Linked DNA regions of Gasterosteus aculeatus: region 2 is linked to region 1. Evidence: chromatin contacts called from public Hi-C data. All regions are on one chromosome and are shown on one strand. The core of a region is the stretch at or near the end of the contact, and the rest is flanking DNA. Distances in the headings are between cores, read along the strand shown.

Region 1 (4,947 bases), core at 580-3,079:
GAGGTTTGCCACAATGGTTAACCTTCTCCTTCAGTAATGGCCATATCTGGTTTCCTTAGCTCCACTCTAGTCCTCGTTGTGCATCCAAAGGACGTTAAACATCCAGACGGCTTGCTGGTGCAGGCTTTTACCGTATGAATGTGATGATGCCAATATCCCTGATAAAGTTTAATACCTTCAGCAGACCATCACTTAACTACAGGGTAGGAGAGTCGGTGATGAAGTCACACAATAGGGGAAATCATAGGGGTTAGATGGTGTGTGAAGGACAGTCTGACCAACTGGGGAATGCAGCTGAAACTTGCATAATCCAGAGGGTCCACGACCACACATTCCCTGTCAATGAGACAGTGATTGGTTTGGCAGAGCTCCACGTAGACGCCGCTGAGAGGGAGCATGAACAGCATCCCCTATGAACCATTTAGATGCAACATCATCCTCTGCAGACAAAACATCCAAGGCATCTTATTTTTTTCTTTTTCTTATTCGAAGTTGAAACTATCGAGAATGCCCTTTTCATTTGGGTTTGTTTTCCAATAAGCGCACTGTCATGCAAATGCAAAGGAGACCAGTCGGCTTAAGTTTACCACGGATTCCAATAAAACATATCCAGTGGCTAACATCTAACCGGCCCCAATCAGACGGTGATAAAATACAAGCCCACAAGAGCTATAAAACAGCCTCATTACAAAAGTGACTGTTCAGCTTCACAGTCACACCGCTAGACTCAGACATAACAAATATCCAGAAGAAAGCCTGCAATTAAATTCACCATTGAGGGGAAGCTGATATGCTGCCATGATGGCTCTTGGTCATAGAAGGCGCTCATTTGAACAAAGTTTTCCGCAGCAGTCAGCTGAACAAGAAGTGTGCCCCCACTCCATCCCACAGCGAGAGCCCCCCAGGAGACAGAGTGACCAAAGTGCTCATGAAGCATGGATCACCTTCTACTGTCGAGTTTAATCGAAAAAAAAAGATATTTCATTGATCTTGACATGTTGATATAACGTCTTCATCTCAGGAACAGAGCCTCCACTGTGCAAAACACAGGAAAATCAGGTCTTAACAATAAGGTGTCAAAGAACACAATTTAAAATATTTTAGTGATTATCAAAGACAAGTTTCTCCTCATTCAAAAATAATTAAATGTAACCATTAGCTGTGGATGCTATTGTGGGAAATAAATGCACCGTTAAATTAGATCCAATCCAATGTGAAGAAACCACAATTCCACATCTGTTACAGCATCGCATACTGTAATTAGAAAGAATACGGCCAATATTAATTGCAAAGTAACTCATTTAAACAGATTTTTTTTAAAGCGTTAAAAAATAAATGGTTTGTACAACAATCCGAATAAATCTTCTGGGGTCCGTCCATCCAGAAACAACAAACTAACTAAAGTCTATTAGAAAACTGAATACATCTATGAAAAAAATGGAAAAAAATACTATGAGCACACTTCCCTCATGGTTCCATCAAGGTCTGGCAGTAAATGACAAATGCTTCCTACCTGCTTGCATCCGATTGATGGATATGCCAAATCCGCAGTGTATTGTTTATTTTCCCTAGAAATATACAAATATGATCCCAGCCGTCCTGGTATCAGCAGGGTGACGGCTCCCTTCTCCTCATTGCTTCTGCTGAGAGAGACAGAGTCGCAGCTGGGACGCTCCGCTCAGGCTGCACTTGATGCTGAGGAGGGAGGGAAGGAAGGAGGGAAAGAGGGAGGGGGGAGGCAAAAAAAAGAAATCTGAAAAGGCCTTTTTTTCCCCCCTCTTCTAACAAAAGCTGTTCAGATGTGGGTGGGACCAGACCGGGCGACCTAACTAACTGCTGAATTGGGTGAAGTCAGTGTTCTATTCAGCAGCAGCCCAGTGCGGGAGGTGTGCCGGGGTACAGCGGGCCAGGCAGCGGGGGCAGCGCGCCTCAGTCAATGGGACTTCCAGAGGACTGTGAAGGAATTAGTTCTGCCGCTCACCCAACAATAGATGGAAGGCGTTTCCATTCTGAGCTGAGCGAGCCTCAACAGATGCAGCAGCTTTTGGTCCAGTGAGGTGCAAACACCAGAAGTTGTAGCTGCTCCTGTAATGCACCCAAATGATTTACACCACTCAGAAATGTGTTGACGGTTTATTGTGAATATTAAAAATAATCCTTTAAAAATACAATACTCACGTGCCTGTCCTGAAACCAGACCTGGACCTTTCCGACCCTGATTACCCAGCAAGAGGAAGAATCATGGTTATTTTCTTTAATCTTTAATTTTGCAGTTACATGTACAATTTCCCTTCCTGCAACAATTTAGCATTGCGCACATTTTCGGATAAAATGGCTGAGGCGGAATCAGAGGTAGGCTATAATGTTGTGTGACACACACTTCCTCCTTGTGACAACAACCACCGGGAGCTGCTATTCTCAAGCAGGGAAGAGGAAATTGATTATCTACATTATTTCATGATGAAGTAACGCATGTAGACCCTCTTTTATTTTTATCATTAAGTCTGACTGTGGTTCTTATATATGTTTAATGTATTTACATAGTCCCTCAGAGGATATGGATGTCTCATAATCAAAGAATTGGGCTGCATGCTATCGCATCTCAAGAGGTTTTCTTTTCTAAATATTGTTTCTTTATTCGTATGAATAGGACATGCATGCACGACAGAAAGAAATGCGACACCTTGTCGACTGTTATCTTCAGTCTTCGGGTGAAGCGCAGTGTCTCTGGGCACTTGGCCGCTCGCTGCCTCCACCTTCGTAACAGGAAGTGAGACTCACTCAAATCTCTTTTCTCTTTATCCTTTGCATCAAGCAGCCGGCGGTGGAAGACCGGCCCGGTGACTCGTCGGAGTCTCGCCGAGCCAAGAAAAAGGCACAGAAACGTGTGTGCGATGAGGGAGAGAAAGGGAGAGTTGAGGGCGGGGGGGGGGGGGGAGTGTGATGATACACATCTGGCCTCGAGGGGAAATGAGAACAGGATGTCATTTCGATTTGAACCTGATCTTTTTGTAATCACTTCTGTCAGTCAGTTTGATTTACAGGAGACTTCACAGCAGCTCAACCGATGTCGGCAAACTGGCTGTAAAATGACACCAGTCGCTGAGCCTGTGTGTGAAAGAGAGAGTCCGTGGGTGGGCTGCACACCTGACCGGCATGTCGAGGATCCTGATGGACGCCCGTCCATGTGGGCAGGGATCACATTGGGTTGGCACATGACCTACGTTTCTCTCTCTCTCTCTCTCTCTCTCTCTGGGTGTGGTCCGATTCCTCCTTCGGGCTTAGCATGCTAATGGAGATCGACCCAGTCAATGAAAATATACCACTGCGACTGTAAACACACTCGGGTGCTTTAAGCTCGGCGTATGCCACACAGGCTGTGGGGAGAGAAAACGTTGCGCATGGGACATCACCCGCAGCTCTCTGACTTCTTGAAGCTTCAGTCGGGTGCAGCCACCGCTGTCCTCGTCAAATAAATGATTATACTTATTTAGGCCAAGAAGCGGGCGAAGCAGAGGCTCCTGGCCTAAATCACGGCATCATGCTGCAGACACCACAGTTGGCCACACATTTCTGGCCACTTCGATACTGTGGCCATTGTAGAACGAAATGAAAGAATAGAACATACAAATATGATATCAAATAGAAAGGTTCCATGTTAAAGTCAGAGAAAGATCAGTACCTATAGTAGCTATGGAAGACGTAATTGTACATGTGCCTCCTCCTTGACTGGATACACCAATTCTACCACCCGATCATCTAGACTTAAAAGCAATGTCCAAGCCAGCCAGCCAGAAACATCCAGCTTAGGCGTAAATTCAGTCAGGAAGACTGGCTATATGTGGGTACGGCATAAGCTGCTTCCGTAAACCGATCGCTGTTCTCTTGTCTGTTGCCGTCAGTTTCATTTCAGCAAGCACCAGACGCAACCCTCCGCCACCCCAGACACCTCCAATCAGCAGGGGAATCTGGCATATCAGAAGAGTGGAGCGACTTGTTCTCCACCACCAGTGTCTGGACTCCCAGACAGGGAGGAGGTGCCTCATCTCATCTGTGCATCCCGGCCCCCGATCCATCCTACGGCTGGGTAGAGTCCAAGCCAAACTTTGCACCTTTAATACTTGTGCTGGTTTTGATAAATCATTGTTAAAAGTTCAGAAGTCTCTCCTGATTGAAATGAATTCAAACAATATATGATTTTAGATGATTCTAAAAACTAACTAAACCAAAGACACTGAGCTGGGCACAAATTGTTCATTTCTATTTATTGTGTCCAGTCGAACAAAACGTCTGAGGTTCCAGGTGTTTGATAAATGCACCATGGACCAGCTGGCAGACATTCTGCCTCATTCTAAAATGAGCCGGCGCTTCCGACGCATGATTGAAATCCTAATCTATACATTGCCTGGCTGGTTGAACACAGCAGACCACTTGATGTATCATCTAACGGTGAAAAGGCTCTACAGCGGACTAGTCAGTTGAAACTGAAATAATCATGTTACGGCCTTTTGCAATGTCTAGGTGAATGGCCATAAAGGGCCGAGGACTAAGTTCGCTGTGGTAAAGACGGGACAGAAACCATAACATGACGCGAGGTTTAGTACTAGTTCTTTATTGAACGGTTTCCAGCTTAATAAACACATGACATCAGGGTCTCAAAGGCCAAAACAATAAACAACCCCCCCACTAACTAGAAAATAAGAGTTCTGCTTGCCTACTAGAAATAAACAGAAACAATACTGAGCGTCCTGTGTAGCCACAAAACAGGAGAACAAAAGCATGTTAAAATAAATGGCAGAGACGCCCTACAGACGCTCACGGTGGGTCTCAGCCACCGGAGGACACCGGACCTGGCTTGCTGCTGAAAGACGAGAGAGGCGATAATAGAGGCGTCGCTGATCGGCTCATCAGCGGCTGGAGAGGCTTAGCCGGCGTGAAACTCTCCCC
Region 2 (5,187 bases), core at 1,676-4,175, 64 kb after region 1:
GTTTGTTAGCGAATGTTATCTTATTTTAATAATTGATTAGTTTGTTCGTATTTTTTATGCTTGCTTGTTTTGCAATCAGTAGGTGCAGCAGTAACATGAATGTCCCACATCCTGTGAAGAACATCAGTGGGACTATTAAACAAAAAGGTGTTGCACTCTCATGCTCCGTAGGCACAGCTGCAGTGGCGGTAGCCGGGCTCCTGGCCGCTCTGCGCATCACCAAGACCAAGATGTGCGACCACACCATCGTGTTCCAAGGTGCAGGAGAGGTTTGTGCAGCACACTTGTAATGACTCAAACTGTCCAGCAGCACGTTTCATTTTATTTCATTATTTAAGGTTGAAGAGTTCATTATTGGGTCGTGAAACGAAGGATTGTAGCGTCCAGGCTGTACGGAGGGCTGAATGTGTGTCTGATTTTACACAAATGGCATCTTAAAATAGATTTGACTATTGGCTTTATAGTGCAGCTCCTCCTCTCTTGTCCCGCCCCCAGGCAGCGATGGGGATTGCTGAGCTGATCGCCATGGCCATGGAAAAAGAGGGACTCGCTAAGGACGAGTGTTTGAAAAAGATCTGGATGGTCGATTCCAAGGGTCTCATTGTCCAGGTATCTTGATAAAATGCTGCTAATGCACATGGAGAATTAACCAATTGACGGCCCGTTTAGACAAAGTAGATCCAGAAAGAAAATACACAGCAACACTAATAGATGTTATCACGGGTTAAAAACCTCTGACGATGAGTTTTCCTAAGCAGTTTGACATCAGTTACCTCCACAACTAAACATTTCCAATGGTTTGTTAATTCACATGCCAGGTTTGTCCTTGGAATAGCTGCAAACTGCAACATCTGTTACACATCTGTTTTGTCCACCATATCCACGTGATTCATTCCTCCTCTTCACTCTCCTCAACTATTCCCTCTCTCCTCCATCCCACTTACCGTCTCCTCACCAGAAGAGCTGGAAAGTACCAGCATTCCTTCATTCCAACAGCAGTAAAGTGTTAGGGACCAATGTCAATGACTCCAAGTATTAAAGTATTAAATCTTTTTGGTACTATTTTTCTACCGGTTTTCATGTCTGTAATGTCCTGCTCCTCTCCTTTACCGTTAGGGTCGGGACCAGCTGACTCACGAGAAGCAGATGTTTGCTCATAAGCACCCACAGATGAAGAAACTGGAGGATGTGGTTCGGGAACTGAAACCTACAGCGATCATTGGTAAAACAACCAGCACTTCATGTTTTAATGAGGCAGCTAGTTTCAGTACCAGTCGGATGACACTGATGGATCGGATTCAAGGGTATATTGAAAGAAGGGATTGATCGTAGACTTGAATGAGAATTTGGGGTCATTTGGAAAATGCGTTTAAAGTCTGAAGACTGAATATTGAACGTTATAAGCTTTCTGTCTCAGGTGCGGCGGCCATCCCCGGTGCCTTCACCCAGCAGGTCATCAGAGACATGGCTTCCTTCAATGAACGGCCGATCATCTTTGCCCTCAGCAACCCGACCAGCAAAGCAGAGTGCACCGCCGAGCAGTGTTACACCCTCACAGAGGTACCGTTATTCATCACAATAATGCTGACACAAATGGCCCCGAACGATGCCCCTGTTGATCCGTGATCAATGGGTGAATTCACGGTGCCTCCACGGGTCGCAGGGCCGGGGCATCTTCGCCAGCGGCAGCCCATTTGACCCGGTCACCCTGTCCGATGGGAGGACCTTCTTCCCCGGTCAGGGGAACAACGCCTACATCTTCCCCGGTGTGGGCCTGGCTGTCACTGCCTGCGCCGTCCGTCATATCAGTGAGGAAGTCTTCCTCACTGCAGCAGAGGTACACAAACCGCATGTACAGCACGCACACACCTTTTAACACAATGTTTACCCTTACTTATTGTTCTATTTTGTTTGTAGCACTGAATTATTACTACTGATGCACATGTGTAGGTAGCGTGGAGGATAAGCTAATTGTTTCTTAATATATGGTTTAGTTTTGCAAAATGCTGCAGTCTTGTGTGGTAATTAAAAAAATGGGTGTTGGCCTACGTTAATACAAGCAATGGTGTATTTAGAAATATATAGAAGAGGCCAAACACACTACACTGAATAGGGATAGGACAAGCAGCCGTTAAACTTTGAATATTCATACCACTCCCAGATAAATAATTACAGGCATTAAGAAACAGAAGAGCTCAAAGTACGGTAATGCCATTAATGTTCTAATTATACTGCAAAATATTCCTAATGAGAAAATACTTCTTAACATTTCACCCCACCGAGCTGTAGCTAGCTGAGAGTATTCATGTGCAACACAAGTTGGCATATTTTGATGATTTCCTCCTTTAATAACATGAGCTGTGTGTTTTACCTTGTTGACAGGCTCTCGCGCAGCAGGTGACAGAGAAGGACCTGGCGGAGGGAAGGCTGTATCCTCCTCTCGGCTCCATCAGGGACGTCTCTCTCAAGCTGGCTGTCAAGGTCAGAGCTCAGCGTACAACGAGAAGCAGATGCACCTTGGAAGGGTTCATAGTCGCCTATCCGAACCAGGCCACACTCATGCACACTCTGCATCTTCTAGACTTGTTGTTCATCGGTGTTTGGGTGCCGGCAGTGCGGCGATGTCCAACTGAGCCTTTATTGAAAATCCATTAAGGTGTGATAAGCCTAAAATGTGATCGTGCATTGATGGATTTACTGCTTCTAAATGCAACCAATGTGGGCTCAGGATAAAAGGCCTCAGCGGAAACCTTAAGTCACCTGTTGTCTGAATTTGATATTTTCCTTAAGGTAAAAAACAGTCTTGAAACTTGAGTCTAGTTGTCTAAGGGCTTGTGAAACCTCAACACTATTCTCCAACCCCGTGCATTACAGGTCATGGAGTACGCCTACGAGCACAACATAGCGGCACTTCGCCCCGAGCCGTCCGACAAGGAGGCCTATGTGCACTCGCTCACCTACAGCACTGACTATGAGGAGTTTGCTGTGGACTCGTACCGCTGGCCGGAGGACAGCACGGCTGTGCAGACATGCAAACTTTGATGCACCGGACGGCGACCCAGGAGCCCCGGAGGGGAACGCCAACTGACACGCTAAATCATCACGACACATGACATTGGGATACGAAAGGGTCTGTCTGCAGATGTTCCTCTTTCATGCTGTATTTATATCATGTGAAATGCAAATCAGAAAGAAATTTGAAGAATTTATTAAATATTGCACTAATGGTTGTTGTCACTTCACATTTTAGGAGGTCCTTCACAGGATACTTTTAATTCAGCTGTGAGAGCTTCTTTATGATTGTCAGCTATAATCCAAAAATTCTTTGTCAAATAAAAATGGTTTTGATTGATATCTGACTGAAATTCTTAATGGAAAAAGAGTTTGATTTGGGTGTAAAAGGGACTTCTGATGAATTTATAAAGTAGCCTCAATGGAGAAATGCTGTGAACAGAGGTTATCTTCTTGTGACGCACACTTTGGTATCTTTCTGTAGCTTCATCAACAGACGAGAGAATGTACAAACTGTTTGATTATTCTTTAGCCTGTTAACCGTCATACATCATCTGTTAAACGCTTCATAGAGTGAGAAAATGCACCACCGTGTTGCACAGTGCTCCGTCTCCCTCTAGAGGCCGATTTGAATCATTGCAATCAGTGTGACTCTTTTATTGACAAAATATATGCAGAACATCGGACAGTAAGACAATGAGACAAGACAAATGACATTCAATTCAATTCACAAATTTACAATTTAACTCAATAGAAGGCTATGGGCCAGGGATATAGAAAAAAAATTGTACGTGGATGTACAATTTTTTGACGAAAAATATTTTGACGGAAATCTAAAAAACCTAGTTGAGAATCAGTAAATATGGATGTATATAACTTTATATGACTTAAGTAAACTTTCATTAATTGTGTCATCCACAAATCAGAGATGGGCACTCGAGTGGTGCGTACATGCAAGAAGCAATAAAAGCTCCATCGGCGTATTTTGTCTCTGCCCACTGTGACCACTGAGATGGTTTTACATTAATGAATCAATCACTAGCCAGACAGTCAGTACCAGAGGCCTCGGCTGGCCTGCTGCCCAACGTGGTCAGAAATCAATAGAACCGGTCAGCATTCAGAGTTGTGCGTCTGGCCCTGGGCGCCGAGCAGAGACACTAACATTAACTTTCCCTCCTTGCCTCGCCCACCCTTTTTAATTCAGCCCTGGGCCACCGCCACCCTGACACGGTGATCGACGTGTCTCAATGTCAACAGCATCCAGCAATCATGGTCTATTAAAACACATGAGCAACTCGAATATAAAAAGCCATTAAAACACATCTTTGGTCAAAGTTGCCTTCCAAGCAAATCCATAACTTTGAGCTTGGTTTAAATGTTTCAATAAATCATCATTTATGCATCTCTGTGAACTGCTAATTTATCAATACTGTACACGTGTGATGGGTAGAGCTCTCCCCTCCCCCCCCTGCCTGTTTGGCCACACCACCTTAATTGGTGATGCCTAACAGGTGTGACCAGGTGCTCTTTAAATGGGAGCTTTTGCCCCACTAGAGCTAGAGGGGGGCTTGCTGTAGGTCTCCCACGGCATAGGCACAGCACTCGCCACGTGCGGATGGGTTTGAGCGGAATCTAGAGGTATGTCAGGGGTTTTCTGTTTCATGTTTTAATATGCTTTTTAGCAGTGAAATGTTTATTGGCGTTATTTACCTTTTCTTTCTTTTATACAGGAAATGATCAGGTGGTGCAACGCTGAGCCTGGTCACTGCTGTTTTTGCCTTTGATTTAAAATAGATTATGGTTACCCGGTTTATATAGTATCTTTGATTGTGAATTGCGAATTTGTTTTCTTTCTGGGTTAGTGTCTTTGTTTTGTCCTACATGAACAACCATTACTGCGCCCTATACTGGGGGTCCCTTTAATGCCAGTGCAGGTGGGCATATAGTAGGCCTACAGGGGGTGGCTCACGAGGTGGAAGGCCCTTTCAGTTTATTTTGTTTGTTTGCTGTGTTTTAATTCTTTTTGATTTGCTGTGTTTTCTTTCCTTTGACCTGGTGGTGGCCCCCTTGTCCCCTTTCACTCCCCCGCCCCGGTGGGCCTCAAGTAGTCACCTTGTACTGGTAGGGTACCCCAGTATAGTAATCCTTTTTCAAAGCATAGATTATATTTTGCCA

Evidence for each region. A called contact is a pair of places that touch in the nucleus more often than the background predicts.
Region 2: a Hi-C map of liver shows a contact between it and region 1, with 8 times the contacts expected there. The contact joins the enhancer-like site here to the promoter of prss35 in region 1. A contact is called at or near these places in 6 of 6 Hi-C or Micro-C datasets (blood and trunk muscle, liver, skeletal muscle and 2 more).

What each region holds. Positions count from the first base shown.
Region 1 is chr20:16,719,186-16,724,132 of fGasAcu3.hap1.1, forward strand. prss35 (serine protease 35) reads right to left here and starts at 1,830. Exons shown (of 2, transcript XM_040165920.2): 1 at 1,514-1,830.
Region 2 is chr20:16,781,741-16,786,927 of fGasAcu3.hap1.1, forward strand. It overlaps me1 (malic enzyme 1, NADP(+)-dependent, cytosolic), which reads left to right. Exons shown (of 14, transcript XM_040166048.2): 8 at 172-269; 9 at 496-609; 10 at 1,117-1,222; 11 at 1,418-1,560; 12 at 1,664-1,837; 13 at 2,383-2,481; 14 at 2,875-3,352. The coding sequence ends at 3,042. Among protein-coding and RNA genes, the nearest start is that of prdm13, 42 kb to the right of the region's middle. Within about 2 kb of position 2,926, at least 1 of the 9 cell types and tissues checked has open chromatin away from gene starts, as enhancers often do.